Regions from separate parts of the Pan troglodytes genome. Here region 2 is linked to region 1. Evidence: chromatin contacts called from public HiChIP or PLAC-seq data. All regions are on one chromosome and are shown on one strand. The core of a region is the stretch at or near the end of the contact, and the rest is flanking DNA. Distances in the headings are between cores, read along the strand shown. Region 1 holds the start of PPIL2 (peptidylprolyl isomerase like 2). Region 2 holds the start of PPM1F (protein phosphatase, Mg2+/Mn2+ dependent 1F).

Region 1 (6,769 bases), core at 1,707-4,206:
AGGCAGGCACCTGTAGTCCCAGCTACTCGGGAGGCTGAGGCAGGAGAATTGCTTGAACCCGGGAGGTGGAGCTTGCAGTGAGCCGAGATCACGCCACTGTACTCCAGCCTGGGCAACAGTACGAGACTCCATCTCAAAAAAAAAAAAAGTAATAATAATAATAATAAATCTTTAAGTTCACCAATAACAATAGATACAAAATATTCCATCAAACGGGTGGAACATCATTTACTCAACTGTTCTTGCTTTTTGAAATATTTCTCCAATGGGATCAATTTTTAGGTTATTGGTGCATTTTGCTTTCTGACTGAGTCATCATGGTGCATCACCACAAATGGGTTATTTTTAATTGGTTTGTATTTATTTGTTTGCTTGCTTATTTAGAGACAGAGTTGTGCTCTGTTGCCCAGGCTGTAGTGCAGTGGCGCGATCTCGGCTTACTGCAACCTCTGCCTCCCAGGTTCAAGCGATCACCATGCCTCAGGCCTCCTGAGGAGCTGGGATCACAGGCACATGCCACCACGCCCAGCTAATTTTTGTATTTTTAGTAGAGACAGGGCTTCACCATGTTAGCCAGGCTGGTCTCGAACTCCTGACCTCAGGTGATCCAACCACCTCAGCCTCCCAAAGTGCTGGAATTACAGGCGTGAGCCACCGCACCGACTGTCCCCTCCCCACACCCCGGCCTTTTTTTAAAGAGACAGGATCTCACTCTGTTGCCCAGGCTAGAGTGCAGTGGATTGATCATAGTTTACTGCAGCCTCAAACTCCTGGGCCTCAAGTGATCCTTCCACTACAGCCTCCCAAGTAGCTGGAATCACAGGTGCTGCCACCATGCTGGGCCTAAGATTCCAGCCCTTAAGGAGCTACATCCCATCCACTGTATGTGTGTCATGGAGGCAGTGGTTGTGTCAGTAAACCGGGGTGTCAGTAAACCTCAGTAAACTGAGGGTGCTCAGTAAACCGGGACACAGACTGAATTACACAGGATTACAAATTGTGAGGAATTGTGACAGACTTTATGGGAGATGCATGGAAGTGGGTGGTTAGGGAAGGTCTCTCTGGGGAGGTGACACTTATGTTAAAACCTAGAGAATAAGAAGCCAGCCATGAAATAAGGCAAAGATAGCTGGCTTTCGGTGACTGGGTGGATGGTGGTACTGCTCAGCAGAGTGGGGACTGGGAGAAGAGAGAGGATTGAAAATTCTGCTTTATGGCCGGGTGCGGTGACCCATGCATGTAATCCCAGGACTTTGGGAGGGCTGAGGCGGGAGGATCACCTGAGGTCGGGAGTTCGAGACCAGCCTGACCAACATGGAGAAACCCCTTCTCTCCTAAAAATACGAAATTAGCCAGGCGTGGTGGCGCATACCTGTAATAATCCCAGCTACTTGGGAGACTGAGGCAGGAGAATCGCTTGAACCTGGGAGGCGGAGGTTGCAGTGAGCCAAGATCACACCATTGCACTCCAACCTGGGCAACAGGAGCAAAATTCCATGTCAAAAAAAAGAAAATTCTACTTTGACCAGACATGTTAATTTAATTTTTTTAGGCAGAGTCACTCTGTCACCCAGGCTGGGATGCAGTGGCCTAATCTTGGCTCACGGCAACCTCTGCCTCCCCAGTTCAAGCTACTGTCTCGGCCTCCCAAGTAGCTGGAATTACAGGTGTGTGCCACCACACCAGGCTAATTTTTTGTATTTTTAGTAGAGATGGGGTTTTGCCATATTGACCAGGTTAGTCTTGAACTCCTGACCTCAAGTGATCCGCCTGCCTCAGCCTCTCAAAGTGCTGGGATTGGCCGGGCGTGGTGGCTCACGTCTGTAATCCCGGAACTTTGGAAGGCCGAGGCAGGCGAATCAGGAGGTCAGGAGATCGAGACCATCCTGGCTAACATGGTGAAACCCCATCTCTACTAAACACACACACACACACACACACACACACACACACACACACACACACACACAAAGTGCTGGGATTACAGGCGTGAGCCACCACGCCCATCCAGACATGTTACATTTCAGATCAGTGGTTACCCAAGTGGAGATCAGGAACCTGGAGTGCTGGTGACTTAGTACTGGGAGTCATGGGATACAAATGGCATTTAAAATTAGGAGCCTAGGCAAGATTACCCTGGGCCTGAGTGTAGCTAGGTGCCCAAGGTACTGATCTGACCCAAGGGAAGGGTCTGGCAGAAGAGACGGAAGGGATCAGGTAGGGCTTTGGACCTCTAGGCTTGATGGCCACCTGCTGCTGGGCCTCCGAGGGGCCTGGAGGCGGTGGGGACCGAATATGTAGAGAGAATGAGAAGTGAGCGAGTAGAACGAGAGTGGTACATGGTTTTGAAGGCATCTGCCACGGAGGCGGGAAGGGATGGGGTGGAGGCTCATGAGACTTGAAGCTCTAGGAGGACGTTGAAAAAGACCTGAGCGCTGGCCGGGCGCGAAGCCTCAGGCCTGTAATCCCAGCACTTTGGGAGGCCAAGGCGGGAGGACCGCTTGAGCTCAAGAGCTCCAGACCAGCCTGGGCAACATTGTAAGAGCCTGTCTCTACAAAAAATTAACAAATTAGCCGGGTGTGGTGGTGCGTGCCCGTAGCTACTCGGGAGGCTGAGGTGGGAGAATCGCTTGAGCCTGGGAGGTCGAGGCAGTAGTGAGCTGTGATTGTGCCACTGCACTCCAACCTGGGCGACAGAGCGAGACCCTGTCTCGAAAATAAATAAATAAGACCTGAGAACCCAGTATGGGAATGGCCCTGAGCCGTGGCTAGGGGGGTAGACGAGGCGGTCCAGACAGACCCCTCGAGAAGATGGGGCTTCGAGGCTGAGGGAGCTCGGCCCCGAAAAGACGCCTGCGGGAGATGGCACACCTAGCTAGGACCCCATACTGGGCAGGCGATCCTTCCGGGCATAAGCACCTGGCGCTAGCGAACCACAATTCCCAGCACGCCAGGCGCCCGTTTCCGGGGCGCGCCGCGGAACCCGGAAGTGGTCACGGAACTCGGCTGCGGCTCCATGGTCTGAGTTGTCAGCCGTTGTTTTTTCGTGCTCGCTAGTCGCCGCCGCCGCGCCGCCATGGGGAAGCGACAGCACCAAAAGGACAAAATGTAAGTTGAGCCGCAGTCGGGAGCGGCGCTCCACTCTGCCTCAGTGAACCGCCTGTCCCGCACTGCGCGCCGCTCGCCTTCCCTCTCAGCTACTCCCTAGAGCACAGCCCAAAGGTCACTTCCTCCCGGAAGCTGCCGCCCTGTCTCCAGTCAGGGTAATGACCCTCGGGCCGCCGCGCTCTCCCGGGGCCGCGGCTCCGATGACGTCAGCTGCGGGCTCGAGCGCAGCCCGGTTTTCCTTTACTCTGGTTCTGCCCGGACCGTCCTCCGTCTGCTCGCGAGTTTCGCCCTTGAATGAGTAGTCTCTACCTCTTCCGTACTTCACGTCTCGCTGTGTTCTGGTTCATGCCTATCAGCCTGCAAACGTGCTGCAGAGCCTTCTAATTTAAAGCAAACCAGGTCGGGCGCAGTGGCTCAACTGTAATCACAGCACTTTGGGAGGCCGAGGCGGGCGGATCTGGCTAATACGGTGAAACCCCGTCTCTACTAAAAATACAAAAATTAGCGGGGCGTGGTGACGGGCGCCTGTAATCCTAGCTATTTGGGAGGCTGAGGCAGGAGAATCGCTTGAACCCGGGAGGCGGAGGTTGCAGTGAGCCGAGATCGTGTCACTGCACTCCAGCCTGGGCGACAGAGCGAGACGCTGTCTCAAAAATAATAAATAAAATTTAAAAATCCACCCGTGCCCCGTGCCCCACGTCCCACGTTCCCCTCCCGCTGCCGCCGTGTTGTTTCTTTCTCTTAAGAACAAGTGAGAGACTAGTGGCTTCATGCTGTTTTCTGAGTCTCTTGAAACCACTCAAGTCAGAATTTCGACCCCAGAACTACCCCAGAACTGTTGGGCTTCTCAACAGTATGTCACACCGTTGACCACTCCCTCTTTCTGAAGCCCTCCTTTGGTATCTGGGATTTCACCTGCTCTTTGTTTTCTCTCGACTTCAGCGGCCTCTCTTTTCAGGTTCCCAGCGACTTCTTGTTGCTAAATCTAGTATTCAATCCTCAGTCCTCATTTTTTTTTTTTTTTTTGAGACGCAGTTTCGCTCTTGTTGCCCAAGCTAGAGTGCAATGGTGAGATCTTGGCTCACCGCAACCTCCGCTTCCCGGCTTCAAGAGATTTTCCTGCCTCAGCCTCCCGAGTAGCTGGGATTACAGGCATACGCCACCATGCCCGGCTAATTTTGTATTTTTAGTATAGAAGGGGTTTCTCCATGTTGGTCAGGCTGGTCTCGAACTCCTGACCTCAGGTGATCCACCCGCCTCGGCCTCCCAAAGTCCTGGGATTACAGGCGTGAGCCACCACGTCCGGGCAGCCTCAGTCCTCATTTTGTTGGGCTTCTCAACAGTATGTCACACTGTTGACCACTCCCTCCTTCTGAAGCCCTTCTTTGGTATCTGGGATTTCACCTGCTCTTTGTTTTCCATCGACTTCAGCGGTCTTTCTTTTCCCAGTCTCCTTTCTGGACCCTCCTCCCTTCTCTCGGATCTCATACGTTTCTTTTCCATAAACATTCTCTGTGGGTGATATAATTTCCCAGTCATCTATAAGCTGCTTTCCCCAGTCTTGTGTAGTTAGTGGCTTACTTAATATCTCCACTGGAGGACTGAAAGACATCTCAAATTTTTTTTTTTTTTTTTTGAGATGGAGTCTTGCTCTGTCGCCCAGGCTGGAGTGCAATGGTGCCGTCTTGGCTCACTGCAACCTCTACTTCCCACATTCAAGCAATTCTCCCACCTCAGCCTCCCCAGTAGCTGGGATTATAGGTGCCTGCCACCATGCCCATGCTAATTTTTGTATTTTTAGTAGAGACAGGTTTTCACTATGTTGGTCAGGCCGGTCTCGAACTCCTGACCTCGAGTGATCGACCTACCTCTGCCTCCCAAAGTGCTGGGATTACAGGCGTGAGCCACCGTGCCGGGCCAGACATCTCGAATTTAATATGCCTTAAACAGAACTCTCGATTTTCAGCTCTTGAGCCTGCTCCTCCCTGTAAACTAAAAATAAAACCCTAAGTCCCCCCACTGGCTAAGCAGACACCCTTGTGGCCAAGAGAACCCCAGGAAAACCTTAAAACTGAGTTCCTGGCCATGATGGGATAGAGATCAGCTGTGCCTTGTTATATCCCCCTCCCTTTTGTGGCTTAGACACAACAACTGACCAGCATTAATGTTGAAATAGAGATCATAAGGGGCCAGGCACGGTGGCTCACACCTGTAATCCCAGCACTTTGGGAGGCTGAGGCGGGTGGATCACGAGGTCAGGAGATCAAGACCATCCTGGCTAACACGGTGAAACCCCATCTCTACTAAAAATACACAAAAAAATCAGCTGGGCGTGGTGGCAGGCGCCTGTAGTCCCAGCTACTCGGGAGGCTGAGACAGGAGAATGGCGTGAACCCACGAGGTGGAGCTTGCAGTGAGCTGACATTGCACAACTGCACTCCAGCCTGGGCAGCAGAGCAAGACTCCGTCTCAAAAAAATAAATAAATAAAATAAATAAAAATAAAGAAATAGAAATCATAAGATTGACAAAACAGACTCTTTGTGGCAATAAGATACCTTTTTTTTTTTTTTTTTGAGACGGAGTCTCACTCTGTCGCCCAGGCTGGAGTGCGGTGGCGTGGTCTCCGCTCACTGCAAGCTCCGCCTCCCGGGTTCACGCCATTCTCCTGCCTCAGCCTCCCGAGTAGCTGGGACTACAGGCGCCTGCCACCACACCCGGCTAATTTTTTGTATTTTCAGTAGAGACGGGGTTTCACTGTGTTAGCCAGGATGGTCTCCATCTCCTGACCTCGTGATCCGCCCGCCTCGGCCTCCCAAAATGCTGGGATTACAGGTGTGAGCCACCGTGACTGGCCCTCTATTTTTTTTTTTTTTTAGTAGAGACGGGTTTCACCATGTTAGCCAGAATGGTCTCCATCTCCTGACCTCGTGATCTGCCCGCCTTGGCCTCCCAAAGTGCTGGGATTATAGGCGTGAGCCACCTTGCCCGGCCGGTTTCTTTTGTTTTTTGTTTTGTTTGTTTTTGAGACAGAGTCTCCCCCGTCTCCCAGGCTGGAGTGTAGTAGTGCTGTCACAGCTCACTGCAGCCTCAACCTGCCTTCCTGCCTTAGTCTTTGGAGTAACTGGGACCACAGGTGTGAGCTGTCACACCTGGCTAAGTTTTAAATTTTCTTGTAGAGACAGATTCTCGCTTTGTTGCCCCAGCTGTTCTCCAACGCCTGGACTCAAGCAATCTTCCTGCCTTGGCCTCCCAAACTGTTGGGATTATAGGTGTGAGCCACTGTGCCTGGTCTCCATGTCTGTTGTGTTTATCACTGTGTGGCTGACATATAGTAGGTGTTTTTTTGTTTGTTTGTTTTTTTGAGACAGAGTCTCACTCTGTCACCCAGGCTGGAGTACAGTGGTGTGATCTTGGCTGACTGCAGCCTCCGCCTCCCGGGATCAAGCAATTCTCTGCTTCAGCCTCCCGAGTAGCTGGGATTACAGGCACCCACCACCATGCCCAGCTAATTTTTGTATTTTTAGTAGAGACGCGGTTTCACCATGTTGGCCAGGCTTGTCTCAAACTTCTGACCTCTAGTGATTCGCCTGCCTCGGGCTCCCAAAGTGTTGGGATTACAGGCGTTAGCCACCGTGCCCGCCCCATAGTAGGTATTTAGT
Region 2 (6,769 bases), core at 2,507-5,006, 280 kb after region 1:
GGGGACCAAGCACCCTTGTTTCTGCATCACCAACCTAAGGCAAGGGGTGAGGAGAGAAACCAGGACACAGCTTTCTCTCCCTGGAGCCCAGACGTCGAAAGGGACAGGAATCATTTCCTTCCTTTCCCCAATAAGCTCCTGAATCTGATGTACACCATGGCACACCCGGCAGGAAGGAGAAATTCCTCACCAAGGGAAACCAGAGGCAGCCCTGGGAGTGCCTGGAGGGGCAGGGGACAGTGCTGTGGTTCTTTGAGGGATCAACTGGAAGAGACAGCATCAGGAATGGCATGGAGGCCAGAGGCAAGCCGCAGGGAGTAGGCAGAGCTGGGAGAGCACCAGAGGCGGCGGAGCCTGGTGCTGGGCTTTCCTGAGCAGGGCACACCAGTGAAAAACTCCGAATAAGAGGGACGTGTGCATGAGCCTGTGCAAATCACCAAGAGCCCGGGGTAGGCATGGGAGGGACATTGGACTCCTGCATCCCAGCACCGCCTGCCTGGACCAGTCTGGCCAAATGCGACTGGCAGCTGGTTCCTCCTGGATCAGGGCCCCACTGCACACCAAATGGGTGCTCACCCTCCTAGAACCTATTTAAGGTCCCACATAGGTGAGAAATGGCAAAGCAAACTCATCGGGGGGCAGCTGCAGGGGTGTGGCTGATGGTGCTGCCAGCTGCCATCCGCCCCTACTCTGAGCACTCTTCCTGGGATGGCTTTTAGCCTCCCAACAACCTCTTGTGGTTATCCCCACTTCACAGGGCAGGCTGTAGCAGAAGAGCTAAGGAACTTGCCCAAAGTCCCAGGGTGGGGTTCATGCTGGGGAACCTGGGCCTTAACTGTGATGACACCTGGGAAGTCATTCTGACTCCTTCTATCCCTGACCTGTCCCTCATTGGCCACCAGCTCTGGGCTTTGGCTCTCTCATGGCTCCTCCTTCCATTTCTGTGTACCCCCAACCCTAGGGCAGCCCCTCCCCTCCTTGTTTTGTGGTGCCCTCCTTCCATTTTGCCTCCCGAGATCTCTCAGATCCTTCCAGGCTTTGCTGAAATCTCCCCATCTTTGGATCCAGCATGCTCTCTTTCATGTCTCTATGGCACTTTTGCTCACATCTGACTTGTAAAAAGTTTTTTTAATTTAAAATATTTATTTTCCTCTAGTGCATTAGTTTTGACTCCTAAGCTTAACGAATGCAGGGTTTAACAACTGCAGTTTTTTAGGGGACATAGAAAAAATACTTGTTGAGTCTTGCTTAACTGCAGAACCAGGGTAATGAAAAAAACCCAGCAATCCTTAGAAAAGGAAACTGCACCACTATAGTGTAACAAAAGCATCATTCATGTTAAGTGTTTTTGTTTTTGTTTTTTTTGAGACAGAGTCTTGCTCTGTCACCCAGGCCGGAGTGCAGTGGCGCAATCTCGGCTCACTGCAACCTCCACCTCTCAGGTTCAAGTGATTCTCCTGCCTAAGCCTCCCTAGTAGCTGGGATTACAGGCACCCACAACCACGCCTGGCTAATTTTTTTGTATTTTTAGTAGAGATGGGGTTTCACCATGTTGGCCAAGCTGGTCTCGAACTCCTGACCTCAGGTGATCTGCCCGCCTCAGCCTCCCAAAGTGCTGTGATTACAGGTATGAGACACCACGCCTGGCCAACCTTTTTCTACCAAAGGAGATTCTTATTTCTTTATTCATAACTACTAATAGTTAGATGTAAATCCTAGATTTTTTTTCTACATATATAAATTTTTTTTATTGTTGTAAAATATACACACTATGTATCCTTTTAACCATTTCTAAGCGTACAGTTCCATGGCATTAAGCATAGTCACACTGCTGTGCAATGACCATTTCTTTCTACAGGCCTGACTTTCCTGATAGACTGTAAGCTCCCTGTAGTCAGGGAGCCCACGATGGCCCTTTGTGTACAGCAGGTGGTAAGTGTGATGGCAGAGGGAAGAGTGACTGGCGGGTGGCGTGGGCTGAGGAAGCTACACCACTCTGAAGGGTGCAGCGGGCAGCAGCGCCAGGTCTTAAAAGACTCGGTTGGCTTCAGGTGGTATCCTTTTTTTTTTTTTTTTTTTTTTTTTTTTTTTTTTGAGAGAGAGTTTCGCTCTTGTTGCCCAGGCTGGAGTGCAATGGTGGGATCTCAGCTCACTGCAACCTTCGCCTCCCAGGTTCAAGCAATTCTCCTGCCTCAGCCTCCTGAGTAGCTAGGATTACAGGCACCTGCCACCACGCGCGGCTAATTTTTGTATTTTTAGTAGAGATGGGGTTTTGCCATGCTGGTCTGGAACTCTTGACCTCAGGTGATATGCCTGCCTCGGCCTCCCAAAGTGCTGGGATTACAGGTATGAGCCACCGCGCCCGGCCTTCAGGCGGTATCTTAAAGGAATTCCACAAATGAACTTGTGTAGAGGTCCATGGCTTTCAGAAATGCATTCGTTTTGTTTACCTCTCACAACTACGCTGAGAAGTACATACTGTCAGGCTACACTGCAGATGAAGAAATAGGTTATAGGAGGGCAAGCACCCATTTAAGGTCTCACACAGGTGAAAGGGCAAAGCGAACTCAATCAAGGTCTCTGGATGCCCAGTGCCTTTGGTACTTCCACCTCGCGTGCAGGAGGAAAAGAGCGAAATTTGACAACAGAAGAGACTGGAGATGGCCTCAGAGTGCTGGCCGGCCCCACTTTCTATCCCCCGTGGTGAGAGCTCAGCTGGGCCCAGAGAACTTGTCCCGGGGAATGCCACCACGACATGTGTGACTCTGTCCCGCAGGGTGGAAGGCTTCGAAGGAGCCCGCCACCATGCAGTGGGCCTCACTGTGTGTCAAGCGCTGTGCCGAAATCCCTGCAGCCGGAGCCAGTTCTTCCTGTTGCACAGACAGGTTCAGGGGCTTGCCTGACCGAACCCAGCGGCAATGTGCCCGGCCTCCGCGCCTGAGGCTCTGGCTCACAGACCTGTGGCTGAAGCAGCTGCAGCCCGAGCACTTGTGCAGCTGACGCTCGCTTCACGGACGCTTGGGAGGCCGCCGAGCCGGGGGCCATCAGGCAGACTGGGCCCCTGAAGGTGCAGGGACTGGGGGGATATGGGGCAACGTGCCGGCCCAGAGGCTCCTGGGGGGTGGGGAGAGGCCAGATCTCGGAAAATGGGGCGCGTCCCCCTCAGCACCCGATTCTGCCTCATAGCCCTCGGTCCCTACCAGGCCCTCGGCTCGGCCACACCCCCGCCTGCCCCCCAGTTCTGCCCCCTTGGCTCCCCAGCCCCCCAACTCCCAGCCTCGGGTTCCTCAGGTCCGCAGCGGCCCCTCTTGCTCCTCGGCCCCCCGCACTGCACCCCCGCACCCTTTCGGTGCACCCATGTGAGCCTCGTCTCGGCCTCCTTGCCTCCCCAGCCCTCTGATTCCACCCCTCCGGTTCCTCGGTCCCATTTCACCCCTGTGCGCCTTGGGCGCTCGCCTGACCCTCGTCCCAGCCCCGTCAGCCCTCTAATCCCGTCCCCCCCGGCCTCCTCACCCCTGGTCTCCGCGGGCCTCAGCTGTCTCCTCGCGGCTCCGTGTCCCGCAAGCTGCTGCCGGTCGGCCCCGCCCACTTCCCGTCCCTGGCCGCCGCGGGCGCCGCGCAGGCGCAGTCGGGCCTCCAGGCTGGCGGGGCCGGACCTCTGCTGCCCCCTGGCGGCTACGTGGACGGTGACTGCGGCCCTTTAGTGGTAGGCGAACTGCGGCTCCACCTGGGCTCCGGAGCCGCCCGTCACCAGCCTCTTGCTTCTCTTCTGCAGCTTTGGGTGGGCGGCTGGATGGGGAAAGCAATCCCTAGGTCACAGCGCCCAGAAATTAAGCAACTTCTGCCGTCAACAGCTGGTACGTGACAGAGCGGGGATGCAAACCCAGACTGCCCAGGCAGGCTCATCCGTCGGGGAAGGAGGCACAGTCCCAGGCTCATTATGAGTTGTTTGTTTCCACAAACGTTGAGGCTTTTGTTATCTTTCCGTTCTGGAGGTCAGAAGTCCACTTAGCCTCAGTGGGCGAAGATCCAGGGATCGCCAGAATGCGTTCCTTTCTGAGGATTCTAGGGGAGAAACTGTTCCCCTGCCTTTTCCAGCTCCTAAGGGCTCCCTGCATACCTTGGCTCGTGGCCCCTTCCTACAGCCTCGAAGCCAGCAATGGCCAGTTGAGCCTTTCTCACACTGCCACCTCTGATTCCCTCCTCTGCTTCCTTCTGCTACTTCTAAAGACCCTCCTGATGCCATTGGGCCCACCCAGATAGTCCAGCATCATCTCTCTAAATCAGTTGATTAGCAACCTTAATTCCCCTTTGCCCCTTATTATTATTATTATTATTATTATTTTGACACGGAGTCTCACCCTGTCACCCAGGCTGTACTGCAGTGGCATGACCTCGACTCACTGCAACCTCTGCCTCCCTGGTTCAAGCGATTTTCCTGCCTCAGCCTCCCGAGTAGCTGGGACTGCAGGCACGCACCACCATGCCCGGCTAATTTTTTTTGTATTTTTAGTAGAGATGGGGTTTCACCATGTTGGTCAGGCTGGTCTCAAACTCCTGACCTCAAATGATCTGCCTGCCTCGGCCTCCCAAAGTGCTGGGATTACAGTACAGGCGTGAGCCACTATGCCGGGTCTGCCATGTAATCTAACACAGGCACAGGTATAGGACATGAACATCTCTGAAGGGCCATTTTTCTGCCAACACGGAGGCTCATGAAAATATTCTTTTTCTCTCTTTTTAGAGACAAGCTCCTTCTCTGGTGCCCACACTGGAGTGCAGTGGCATAATCACAGCTCACTGCAGCCTCAAACTCCTGGGCTCAAGTGACCCTCCCCTCCTGCCTCAGCCTTCCTAGTGTCTGGGAACACAGGCAAGCACCACCACGCCCAGCTGATTAAAAAAAATTTGTAGAGACAGGGTCTCTATGTTGCCCAGGCTGGTCTTGAACTCCTGGGCTCAAGTGATCCTCCTGCCTCAGCCTTCCCAAGTGCTGGGATTATAGGTGTGAACCATTACACCTGGCCAAAATATTTTATTTTAAAGGCAGAAGAAAGAAACCTTTATGTCAAAGAAAATGTTTTAATATATGATATTAATATATTCACCTTTATACCAATGCAGTTGGAAAGTATAATTTTTTAAATGGAGGATGGGGCACCAGATCTTATGTGGCTCTGCCCACCTGGCCTTCAGGTCCGCAGGCCTGTGTCCTTGCCAGGAATGAATGTCTCTGGGATGCTTCTCCAACAGGAGGAACCTGGAGTGAGACCAGGAACCTGGAGAACTAGCAGCTGGGTGACTGGAAAGGAAACCATCTGGGGTGGGGTTGGGTCTGCAAGGCAGGAGGTGTCTGGGCAGAGAAAGCAGGGCTGGAGCGGAGGGTCCTGCCTCATCCCATTCTCCTGCTCACTCCTTCCTCGATCCCTGTCAGGGCAGTAACCATGAGCAAGGCTTGAGGCTACTTCTTATAAACAGTGGCCCTGGGCACATTCCTTAGCTCACCTGAGCCTCAGTTTCTTGATGAGAAAAAATCGGGACAATAGCAACCAACCTATCTCAGAGGGCTGCTGTGAGACCCTGAGCCACTGTTTCTCAAACTGCCCCTGAGATCACCTACAACAGAATGGCTGTAGGGTGAAGTTTGAGAACCGCAGTACAGGTGAGGTGGTGCGTGGGGCAGGCCCTCCCACACTGTAAAGTGCAGTGTGGTGCGGTAAAAGCTGATATTCCCACAGGCATCCTCAGAGGGGGCCCAGTTAGACTCTTGAGCACTGATTCCATTCAAGGTCTGCGGCTTAGAGAGGATGGCAAAGTGAGGCACCACCAGGAGCTTGTCCCTATGGGCTCCAGGCCAAAGACCTGCCTGGAGATGACTCCTGCCTTGTGGCGCTGTCACTGCCTCACTGTCCACATTCCATCACGCCTCAGATCCTGGCTTCCACCCTGGTGAAAGGAATCTTTCAATATCACCCACCCAGCCACAGACGCTTCTCTGCTTCTCTGGCAAGGCTGCACCCCTGGCTAGGTGGGCAGGGCCAGGGGCTCCTTGAGACAGTCTGCAGCCACTGACCTCTCCAGCCTCCAGGGCAGAGGTACAGTCCCATGGAGCGTGGCTGATCTGAAGGCAGTTCTGGCCTAAAAGGGGTCTTGTCCCTTCCTTGTCCTCATTGCTCCCAAGGCCAGGTTGGCAGCAGTAGCAGCGGGGTTGGATGCTATTGGATGGGAGAAGGTGAATGGACTCGGAGTGCAGAATCAAGCTGCGGAAGCCAAGGGCCTTGAAGGAGGGTCACACACAAGGGACAATTGCAGAGGAAAAAAAAGGAACACTTTGTGATTATCCCTGCCTGTGGCTGAAAGCGCAGTGCAGAAGCATAGTAAGGAAGGACTGGGTGGTCTGGGTTTAAGACCTAGGAACCGTCTCTGCTCCTCCAAGCCTGAATTAGCCCTATAACCTAAGGGTCCTGGAGGTCTTGAAACCTTCTGCGGAGAAGGCTCCAGGTCCACTGGGCCCTGTGGGTGGAAGAGCAGAGTCACAGCCCTGCACTGGGGACCTAACAGGTGTGGCCTTGCTAGGGCCCCAGAATGGGACCAGAGTGGGTGGGAGGGGGCAGAAGCTCTGAGAGCACCCCCTCCTTCCTGAAGCCTGTGCTTCTGAGACACATCCCAGGACCCTCTATGTGGTTCCCCATGTCTCTGTGTATTTTCATTCAGCTTCGAGTAGCTCTCCAAACTGTGTTCCAGGGAACCCCTGTGTTAACCTGTGAGG

The links. HiChIP or PLAC-seq counts read pairs in DNA pulled down with a chosen protein or histone mark.
Region 2: a contact with region 1 is called in an H3K4me3 HiChIP or PLAC-seq map of stem cell-derived excitatory neurons, with 3 times the contacts expected there. The contact joins the promoter of PPM1F here to the promoter of PPIL2 in region 1. A contact is called at or near these places in 1 of 7 Hi-C or Micro-C datasets (stem cell-derived neural progenitor cells) and 1 of 1 datasets of contacts at active chromatin or transcription factors (stem cell-derived excitatory neurons).

The regions. Positions count from the first base shown.
Region 1 is chr23:23,614,191-23,620,959 of NHGRI_mPanTro3-v2.0_pri, forward strand. It overlaps PPIL2 (peptidylprolyl isomerase like 2), which reads left to right and starts at 2,957. Exons shown (of 21, transcript XM_009437884.4): 1 at 2,957-3,108. The coding sequence starts at 3,077.
Region 2 is chr23:23,897,130-23,903,898 of NHGRI_mPanTro3-v2.0_pri, forward strand. PPM1F (protein phosphatase, Mg2+/Mn2+ dependent 1F) reads right to left here and starts at 3,757. Exons shown (of 7, transcript XM_054676052.2): 1 at 3,514-3,757. It overlaps TOP3B (DNA topoisomerase III beta), which reads right to left. Exons shown (of 18, transcript XM_016939789.4): 18 at 5,071-6,769.